Linked DNA regions of Anas platyrhynchos: region 2 is linked to region 1. The links are chromatin contacts, called in public Hi-C maps. All regions are on one chromosome and are shown on one strand. The core of a region is the stretch at or near the end of the contact, and the rest is flanking DNA. Distances in the headings are between cores, read along the strand shown. Region 1 overlaps ZNHIT6 (zinc finger HIT-type containing 6). Region 2 overlaps DDAH1 (dimethylarginine dimethylaminohydrolase 1).

Region 1 (5,543 bases), core at 2,930-5,429:
ATGCTGCAGCTCGAGATCTTTCTGTGCATAGGCCAACAACAAATAAATTTGTAAGTTTTAAATAGCCAGTTGGTCTGTTGGAAATAGGGTTGACTACCTTTACATTCCCACTGAGTCAGTCCCAGTCCAGATTTCAGAGCTGATAACCTCTACTGTGAAGGTATGGATGACTCTGGATATTAGAGCCAGAAATCAAGGAAGGTCTCCAGGTTTATGTAATAGTAGTATTGGTGGCTACATCCAGTTGCTTAGAAGAATAAACTGCTAACAATCTATACATTCTCCAAATACTTGATGCATGGCTGTTCTCCTGGGTTGAGGATGACAGATGTGTATTAAGAGAGACTGATTGCTCCTATCTACCTCCACAGCTTTTCTGAATTTTTACATGCAATATTCTCATGTAAACAACATGGGATTTTTTTGGCATGTTTTTGCCTAAAAATTATTACATGCTTCCCCATTTACCAAACCAAGATAACTAGAGTTCTGCAGAGAATAAATCTAAGCAACTGTGAAGTAAAAGCTAACGTGCTAAGGATGAGAGGTGATTTTTCTTGAAATTCTTCTAGTTCCAGTAGAGCATCAATGAGATCACAGAATTAGATGTCATTTCGTAAAAGCCACATGACAGAGCAGGGAAGACCAAGATCAAGAAGTATAAACACCAAAATGCACTCCAAAATACGTTGTCTCATTTGTGTGTCAGAAAAAGGTGTCAGGGCCCTGTTTTCCAATCCTGTGAAGACACTTTTTAATACAGCACTCAACTCCTCAGTTGGAGAGAATTCATGTTGATTTTTTTAATGCCAAGTAGATTTAGAAGTCTTCATTGGTCTCTTAAGCTGCTGTCATACTCTGTGTTATAGTCATGATGTCTTGAAAATGTACATTCAAAATGGCGAGATGCTCCAGAGGTAGCAGTTTTTAGCATGCGGTACTAGGCGTGTTTGCAGGATGATATCCTTCACGCTACCTTTAGATAGGATTTTGTCAAAGTGGCTGAGGAGGTGCTTGTGTATCCCATCCACTAGCAGGGTTGTAGCTCAAAAACCGGCTCAGTGAGTGGTTTTGCACCCATGGTGGGTGTTCGTGACTTTCACAGTATGTTGAAGAACTTTAAGTGGGAAGAGGTCATTGGCATGTTGTTTTTAACTGGAAGACTTCACCTGAACATGTTTCAGGTAGTGTCCAGGCTTGCTTTATTGACTTGCTCACTCACAGTGTTTTGTTTATTCAAAAGTCAAAGTTCAACATTAAATATGGCCTTTTCTCTAATGTTCCCATAATTCCTTTCATGTTTACTCTTCATTTTTTGCTTTAATGTTCCAGCTTTGTGTATACAATTCAGATTCAAAAAAAAAAAATTTATTTTTTGCTAGATAAATTACTTGAGAAACAGAGCTCGAAGGCATAATATCAACCTGAAGACACTGCCCATTGGATTTACAAAAAGAAGAGAAAATTCAACCATCTTCAATAAGAAGTGAGTCTTCAGTCGGTTAGTTAGCAATGTTTTGCTTTCACTGAACACAAACTGATGGGAATCTAAATTCATACTGACATGCTTGCTTTTAAAATCTGGTATGCCTTTTTTTTTTTTTTTTTTTTTACAAAAGCTATTTCGATTTAATATCTCCTGCAGCACTTTTTTCATTTTTAGTCTCTTTGAGCTCAGTTTTATAGCTTATGCAATTCATACATTATTTTGAAAAATACCAACATTAAGTAGTAGGTGGACAAATTAGTACTGTTGTGATTTTCATCTGTTAAATGGCAGTCTGAAGGCTTTTGGGGGTTTTGTTGTTAGAAAAAAGAAAACTTTCCTTTAAAGGTTTATGATAGAAGATTGATGTAGAATGGTTGCTGAAAATTCCTCTCTCTGAAAATAGCTGTCTTTAAGGCTGAAAGGGGTGCTTCCAGTCCAGTTACCTGCTGCATGTCATCTTAGGGTTGATGTATGTTGTAGCATGTGCACAGCGTAGACAAGTGCAGACAGACAGATGTGACGTCAGGAAAAAGGCTAAGATTAAGAAGACTTTCGGTGTTCTTTCTTTTTTTCTACTCTTATGAGTTTTCTCTGGTATCCAGACTTTGTGTTTTAAAGTATTTTTGTTTGTTTTCAGTTTTGTGTTTGTTTTTTTTTTTTTTACTATGAAAAAAGTACTGCAGAGTACTCTGTTATGACAGGAAACAGGTCACGTTCAGCTTGAAGATCTGTGCTTCTTGCAGTAATTAGATGTGGTAGCTGTCTAGCACATCTAATCTATTAGATGTGCTGGCTCCTCCTCTTCATATCCTTAGTTCTGGTAGCAAGTTCTGGTTTCAATATGCATTTTTCCCTCTGTTCTTGTGACTTACAAACCACAATCTAAAGAGCAGTGGCTGGAAGTGGTGAGGTGCCTGTGGCTTGGGAGCTGCCACCAGGTGTCTCTCTCTAATAACCAACCTGAAAAGCTGCTCTGCACACTTCCCAGTATCATCCGGTATCATCTCCTCTCATCTGCTGTTCTGAGACACAAGTGTTTTTTTGTTATTGTTTTTTTTTTTAATACAAATATTTAGATTTTTTTAGCTGAACAGAAGGCATAAAAATCTGTAGAAGTGTAACCTTTGAAAGTTGCATAATTTGCAAGCTCTGCCAGAGCAAATCCATGGCAGACCCATGGAAAGAAAGGAAATCTGGGGTGTTTTCTCCATCTCTCTTCAGAACAGAGTAGAGGATAGACCCAGACCTGGTAGATCCTAGCCATACGAGCAGAGGCTGCCTTCCGTTGTACTGCCTTCCTTTGCTTTGGCCACATGTTCAGCCTTCTACAGATATCTTGTGGAGGGCTTGTTCTATTGAAGTATCTCAGGCTTATGGCCGAGCTGGGGCATTTCCTCAATGTTGTGGATAAAACAAAATAGGCATCCCTGGCAATACAGGGTAAGGGAGTAGTGTTATAGAGCCAGAGCAAGGGCAGAAGGCCCAGTGATGGTGGGATCAGCAGCTAGGTGTCTGAAGACAAAAGAACAGAAGAGGCACACATGAAGGGTTTTTGACTCTATTGGTAGGATCCTGGGCATGCTGCAACCCTGTGCTGACAGAAATTTGCCTCCACATAACACATTCTTCAGTTCTTTTTCTCTAGAAAGTCTTTTTGGGTACATACTGAAACGTACCTTCTGTTGATAACAAATGAAGCTTTAAGCAGGTTACGTTTTGACGTGTTTCTGTTGTTTAACAGAAGCAGATTTAAAACCTAAGAGGATGGGGCAACGAAAGTGACATTGGCAAACAGGTGTGGAAGTATCTCACAGGCTGTCTGGGATGATGCCTTACTCTTTTGTCAATCATGAGGACCTGGGGTGTTTTTTTGTGGTTGTTTTGGACAGTTATCCTTTCTGGGGCTTTCAGATCCCAGCAGAAAGAACATGGTAACGTTCTAAGAGGATAGGAAGTAGCCCTCTACTTCCTGTACATGCTGCCCAAGGGCATGAGGCATGCTCCATGATAACTACAAGAAGGACATTTCCTCTCTTGTGCTGCTGCTGTTCACTCAGCAGTGGGCTGTTTGAATTCAGTGATGTAGATTAAAAACTAATTATTTTTATTTTTTGTAATTGGCATGTTTGCCTGCTCCCTCTGTGGGTGCCTGAGGAATCAAACCCAAGGTTTGATCAAACCAAAAAGTATCAGCCATTTGACACCTACCCCATGTGATTTCATGGTATGACCTCTAATTTTTTGTTGAATGTTACATCCAAGTGGGGTAAAGCTGTGCAAATAGTTGCTTTCTATGAGCTTAATGCCTGGTTCTTGTCAGGCTCTGGTGTGTCTGCAGTTTGGTAGCTCCAAACCCCTTCTCACACTGTTTGTCTGTCAGGGTTTGTGGAGGGGTTCCTCTGGAGGGTGCCGGTTGGAAGCTGCACTGCATATGTGTGTGGAGAGCTGAGAACCTTCTCTGATGTCTTTTTCACGCTCTCCATGTGAGCCAAGCTGTTAGGCTATACAAGGCAGGAATGAAAGTAATCCAAAACTAGGAAGTACAAGATGTATTCTTGTGTCATCCCCTACCCCTGCCAGCTCTGGAGGACAAATCAGTGGTTGTTTAGATGTGTTAAGCAGACTCTTCATTTCCCAGTTTCCATTAGTTTGTTGTTTCCATTAGTATTGTGAAAGCATACGTGCCAGTGCTGGGTAACACACGGGTTAGATTAACTTGCAGTATCAAGCAATCCAGATACTGGAGGGTCAGCAGAGAATGGAGTTTGAGTCCAGTTTGTGAACTCCTTCCAGTGGGCCTTCTGTCTTGCAGGTGGTTTAGGACACCTTGCTTGCAAATTCTTTTTAATGCACTGCTTCACCATACATTAGCTGTAGTGCCCTCATTTTCCAATAGAAGTGCTAGTTCCCCTTCTGTAAGAGGTGCTGCCATGGAATTAGGGTGTGCTGCCGTGTTGGGGAGCCTTCGGGAGAGGGCTGCTGAGTGTGACCGGGCCGGGCAGCAAGAGGGGAGCTCCAGCCAGCAGGGGCTGTGCGAGGAAAAGGGGGAGCTCGCAGCTTGTGCCTCCTGCATCCTCAGCAGGAGCCTATTTCAGCAATGAGAAGCTGAACTGGGGCAGTGCAGCTCAGCTCCCTTGGTTCTGCAGTGTATGCAGCCCTGCTCAGCCCTGCTCTGCTGCTTATCTTCCTGGGCACCTCCACCCTGCCTCATCCTGTCTGTGCACAGCACCCCTGCATGGAACCCATGAAAACTTGGAGGTGGGAAGGAGGGATGCAGCTCCCCCTGGGTGGGAGGCGTTCCTGCGGGTTAGGAACGTCTGATCACATTATGTACTTTGGAGAAGAGAAGATCCTCTCCTTTGTCTCTCTTCTTCGGTTTAATAGTGTGAATAAAATCTGTTGTGGAGACTTGCTCTGTGTGTAAGTGATCATTAGTGCAATGGAAGTTACTTCTGAGGTACTTATGAAAACCCTAAAAAAAACCTGTAATCCTTAATTAGGTAAAGATAATTAGTGTGAATTTTTTGAAGTGTTGCTGATCTTGAGAATTTACCACGGAGTTACATGAGCAGGTTTTAGGGCTCATATTAAACTGGTGGGGCTACGAAGATGGTGAAAGGCCTGGAGGGGAAGACGTACGAGGAACGGCTGAGGGCACTGGGCCTGTTCAGCCTGGAGAAGAGGAGGCTGAGGGGAGACCTCATCGCAGTCTACAACTTCCTCGTAAGGGGGTGTCGAGAGGCAGGAGACCTTTTCTCCATTAACACCAGCGACAGGACCCGCGGGAATGGAGTTAAGCTGAGGCAGGGGAAGTTTAGGCTGGACATCAGGAAGGGGTTCTTCACAGAGAGAGTGGTTGCACACTGGAACAGGCTCCCCAGGGAAGTGGTCACTGCACCGAGCCTGACTGAATTTAAGAAGAGATTGGACTGTGCACTTAGTCACATGGTCTGAACTTGGGTAGACCTGTGCGGTGTCAAGAGTTGGACTTGATGATCCTTAAGGGTCCCTTCCAACTCAGGATATTCTATGATTCTATGATTCTATGGTGGAG
Region 2 (5,085 bases), core at 1,265-3,764, 130 kb after region 1:
AAGCAGAAGAGAAGCACACTGTGCTTCCAGACTGCCCAGCCAAGCGAGGGAGATGTTACTGCGTATTGCTGGGTTACTCTTCTCATCAGCATAGATCACCCTGCACCCCAGAAAGCCGTCATTTTCATCATTGCAGGCAGACCTGATGTAGCTTAATTTCTTCTCACAGCTTTCAATCTGTTGGGTTAAAATCTCCCAGTTTACTCTGTACCCCAGGCCATGTGTTCCTTACACTTCAGTGTAAAACAGGCAAAACTTGGATATGTTTGGAAAGAATGAGGAGAGGAGGGATGGAAAAATATTGTAAATAGTTTTTTATAAGAATACCATGACTAGAAGGATTTAGGAAAGGTAACTGGATAGAATGTAGAAGGGGAATGATCCTGTGGGTATGGATTTGCATGCACTTGCATGTTTGTTTTTTCTCTTAAATGCTAAGGGCTAGGAAAGGAGAGCTAATTAAAACAAAAATCAGAGCCTGAAAATTGAATTTTGTTTCTCTGTCAACGTGATGTGGGCATTCTTACATACAGTGTTTACTGTCATGTTGGAAGAAGAACAGGTGCTGTGTGTTTGTCTTTGCTTGTGTGGTGCTGGAGGTAAGAAGGCATGGGGCTAGTCACTGCATCCCATAGCTACCGGCATGTGAGCAGGTCCCGAATGGCAGCAGGGCTCCAGCTGGGACCTTCCTTCTACAGGGACAAAGTGTCTGGGCCTGGCCTGCCTTAAATGTGCATGTGGTCATCTCAGCTCAGCTTGTGATAATAGGCCCTGAACACATACACATTTTTCCTTCATGCATAATGCTGCTTCATATTTAGGATTATTTAGCTTATCCATTACCTCAGTTGTCTGAGGACACACTGTAAAAACTATAGAAAAAGCATTTTAGGCTATGCGAATGACTTCAACATAAGGAAAGCATGACTAAGGGCTGAGAGAATGTGCAATGAAAATTACCCTCTCTGGGCTGAAGAAAATTCCCAGAAAAACTAGGCATGCGGGAAATGCCTGACTGTTAACATAGCTGGTCATATGTTTGTGGGCAGAAAGCCAGCCCGAGCGCATTGTGCGAGGGCTATAGTCTTTGTAAACCTAACTTTTCCCAAAACAATACATATTTGGGGGGGTTATTTGATAGAAAATATGATCAAAGAACCTTGCTGTCGTGTTTTTCTCTGCCTTGTAGTCCTGTCTGGCCAGGTGCATGTGCTCAGTGACTTTATGTCATAGAAATATGTAAGACCATGGGTCAGGTTAAAATAACCTGATTACATCATATCAGCGTATTTCTGTTGGATCCAGAGTCTCCCTGTGGCACAGGTCTGGGGTGTTTTTGCCTGTACACACTCTCAACAAATTGGTTTTTGGAATTTTATTTCAACATGCAGACATAGTTATAACAGGGATGAAAGCTTGCAAATATGATTTCCTTCTTATCTTAAAAGCCAAGGAAGAGAGTAATTTTATATTGTCAGACCACCAGTTACTAATAAATGCTATCTTGCAGCGGTGTTGTTGCTAACAGAACCCATCCCCACTGCCGCAGCCAGGTACTAAGACTCCCATGCTTCTCTTTCTCATTTTTTTACTCATTTTTTCTCTTCATTTGTTCCCAAATTAATTCATACACCACTTCTCTGTTTTTTATTTTTGAAATCAATCCTCCTAACGTGCCCTCACCATCATCTCCCAGGTTTCCTGAAGCTGGTTCGTGTCTGCTCAGTGAGGGCCTTGCACTTGTTCTTCATTTCTGCTCACTGTGGGTGTTCCAACTTGGAGCATTTTATGGAAGCAAATGAATGGGAGATGTGTCCATACACTTCTGTTTGAGAATTCATTTATAATTTCTTATGGAAATGTTTCAGAGTGAGTCACAATGCATTTCTGATGAACAAACTGTTTCTACAGAAAACTGGTAATATAGGATTCTGTTACCAACAAGGACTGGAGAAATCACAACTGCTTGGGAGCTGAGCGAAACCCAGGCAGTGGCTTTTCCTCTACCGCTATGTGTGTTTCAGTGTGGATTTAATTAATATGTTTCCTTAATCCAGACTTAAAAAGATTATTTAGGAAAGGGAGGCTGTGGGTAGAGGACAAGTCTGCAGACTTGTTACCAGGGACAGCAGCAGCAGGGGGTGCAGGCGTGTCACCTGCTGCTGGATGCCTGCAGCATCGAGGAGAGCTTTAAAAAAATACATCATGGCAACGGAGCGGAAACAAATTCATAAATAGGGAAGTCAAACATGGTGAGTGTGGTAATAAAAATACATCCGGTAAAGTAAAGGCGCAAGGATTTTTCCCCAGCAAAACACATTAACCTTTTATGGAGGTAGATGTGACCTTGGGAGCTCAGCTGAGATTCATAACTGAAGTAGGAACAAGAAATAACAATCTGATAATGCTTCCTCAAGAATGCATTGCATTCTTCGCTATGAGTTTCCATGTTCTCCACGGGATGTGGATGACTCAGGCTGCAACATGAAAAATGCATCCAGGCCTATAAAGGAATTACTGTAGCTGTGGAAGTGTGAGTTGTTATGGTGCTTCACAATATGTTGGAGATGCAGTTGTTCAAATTCAGCTCCATATGGCATTTTTTATGAATGAGTAGCAGTACAAATGACCTTACCAGTAATTTGAAGATGACTGTACCTAAGATCAAAGTTTGCTCTCTGCTACATGATGTAGATCTGCGGGATTTCCCTGAGAAGGGAATTTAGTTGAAGAATTTTGTGAACAGAGTGCTAGTTTATTTTTAACATAATTTTAATGTGAGTAATTTTAAGCTGAAAAAAAAGCTTAAAAATCTGTGTGGGAACACAGGAGGACTAGGAGAGAAACTGAAATACTTGAATTTGCTTAGGCTTTGGATAGGGCCAAAGCTTTGAGCTTTGTTTGCTTCTGCATTATTCTAGGTCTCTGTCAGAGACACTGGTATAAAGCTGGAGTGGTACAAAGGGGAGCCAGGCTTCTCGTCTCCAGGCTTTTTCTATCTTTAGTAAAAAGTTGAGCCTAATCCAAAACTCGCGATCTCAGGCTTCTCGTGTGCTGAGAGTCTCTGTCTCGGAAATTCTGCCAGGATCCAAATTTGAGTATGAGCCCTATATTTATAAACCCAACTTCTGAAAGCCACCAGCTCTACTGTTCTGACAAGGTTATTGTGTTGTCCCCTTGGGAACGAGGATTAACTCAGACGTGCCTTCTCGCGCCCCGGCACAGGTGCCTAGTGAAAGAGTAACTGCTTGGAAAGCAGAAAGGAGGTCCTTGAAAAGAATTAAGATTGGGCTGATAGCCAAGCTGGGAACCGTTCCTGTCCTGTTTGTGTTAATTCACACTCGTTTTATAAATATTGAATGATGGCTGCTTTTCTCAAAGGTGCTGAACACCTATAGTTTCTGTCAAAGTGAGCGGGAGGTTTGCATACTCAATGTGCATTCCTTAAGGAAAAGTCCACGGACTGCTCGTTGAGTACACTGCTTAATCCTGCTGTTTCCAGGAACTGTTTGACAGAGGTTTTCTACTGCTCTTTTTGGGTAGGGTTAGTAGATTCTTCCTTGAAGGCAGAGATAAAGACAGATCTCCTTACTTGCTGTATAGCAAAATGGCTCTTGGCTGACTTGGCAGTTGCAATTAGCACTTTTTTGAAGGCTCTGTTCTTGTATTTGTGTGGACCCCTCTAAAGCGTTTGGTCTAAGTAGCTGCACTTTTTGTCTCCTGGCAGACCATGCAACAGATGAGTGACCACCGCTACGACAAGCTGACAGTGCCCGATGATGCCGCCGCAAACTGCATCTACTTAAACATTCCCAGCAAAGGCCACGTCCTGCTGCACCGAGCCCCCGAGGAGTACCCAGAGAGCGCAAAGGTGAGAGAGGTGCTGAGCATGGCTGGGAGCCCGCCAGCATCCTGGCCTCTCCGGGAAGTCGCTGGGCACTGACATTCGGTGCTTTCCAGAATGGGTTATATCCTGTCATGGAAAAAATCAGAGGGCTGGCTTTTGAAAGGTGTTGGGCCTGGGCTCTACGTTCATCTCCATTATTGATTTAATTTTGTCTCTTGTGCCCCTTGTGCTTCTTCTGCATGACTGGGAGCAGTAACAGTTCCCCTTGCTGCACTATTGTTGGTTGTGAACCTTTTGAGAGCTGTAGGCAGAAGGCCACATACACCATAAATGTTAGCATTGATTACAAACCATGAGACAGCTTAGCACCCACTGAGCCAGCCATGCCTGTTCATTCTGTAAATAGTTAGAGAAAAGGGAAAATAGTAAGTGTAAAATGTAATGATTTCTGTTGTATTTTCTTTCCTAAATAGGTTTTTGAAAAACTGAAGGACCACATGCTGATTCCAATAGCCAACACAGAACTGGAGAAAGTAGATGGGGCACTCACCTGTTGCTCTGTGCTTATTAACAAAACTTCAGAATTATGAGTTTACAGAGTCCCTCCCTTGTAACTGGCAATAATGTTACACACAAGGTAGACGAATCTGTATCCACACTTCTATTGTTTTTATTGACAATCTACTGTACCACTGTGCTACTAACCCTTGTTTACAAATTTTTTGCTTTGTGTAATTTTATTATGTCCTTGCAGATGGTATTTAAGGTGGATGTATGCTTTTCTTGAGGGGTGCATAACTGAAGTATGTTAGTCCCATGGGCTAGCAGAAGACACTTAAAATGGCTGACCCCTTATGTTAGTGATTTAACTTATCTGTGTGAAAATTTTATGAAAACCAACTAATTCTCAACACTTCAAGAACCTCTGTCTCTGTACTGTTGCCTTCTCCTGTCTTTCTCTTGCTTCCTTGATCTGCGTCTTTTTTTCCTTCTTCAGTCTTTCATCTCCTTTTCTCTCTTTTCTTTCAGTAATGCAAGGTGTCGGTGGGGACTAAAGAAAGTTCAGGGGGCTCATGAACTTGGTATCTTGTGTGGTTGGGAAGCTGGAACAGTGGGCAATAGACTGCTCACTGTCTCAGCCATATCACATTGCTGCTGCTGGGCAGAATCATGCCTAGAATCAGTTTCAGACGCCAGGTAGCAATTTTGGGAAAAGCTTTCTCTGACAGGTGCATTCA

Evidence for each region. A called contact is a pair of places that touch in the nucleus more often than the background predicts.
Region 2: a Hi-C map of subcutaneous adipose tissue shows a contact between it and region 1, with 5 times the contacts expected there. The contact joins two enhancer-like sites. A contact is called at or near these places in 5 of 8 Hi-C or Micro-C datasets (F1 follicle, liver, skeletal muscle and 1 more).

The regions. Positions count from the first base shown.
Region 1 is chr8:24,538,447-24,543,989 of IASCAAS_PekinDuck_T2T, forward strand. ZNHIT6 (zinc finger HIT-type containing 6) reads left to right here. Exons shown (of 11, transcript XM_027462888.3): 4 at 1-50; 5 at 1,383-1,486. Among named protein-coding and RNA genes, the nearest start is that of ZNHIT6, 4.4 kb to the left of the region's middle. Within about 2 kb of position 4,180, at least 3 of the 8 cell types and tissues checked have an H3K27ac peak or open chromatin away from gene starts, as enhancers often do.
Region 2 is chr8:24,665,782-24,670,866 of IASCAAS_PekinDuck_T2T, forward strand. It overlaps DDAH1 (dimethylarginine dimethylaminohydrolase 1), which reads left to right. Exons shown (of 6, transcript XM_072041620.1): 5 at 3,728-3,871; 6 at 4,321-5,085. The coding sequence ends at 4,437. Among named protein-coding and RNA genes, the nearest start is that of BCL10, 9.9 kb to the right of the region's middle. Within about 2 kb of position 2,515, at least 2 of the 8 cell types and tissues checked have an H3K27ac peak or open chromatin away from gene starts, as enhancers often do.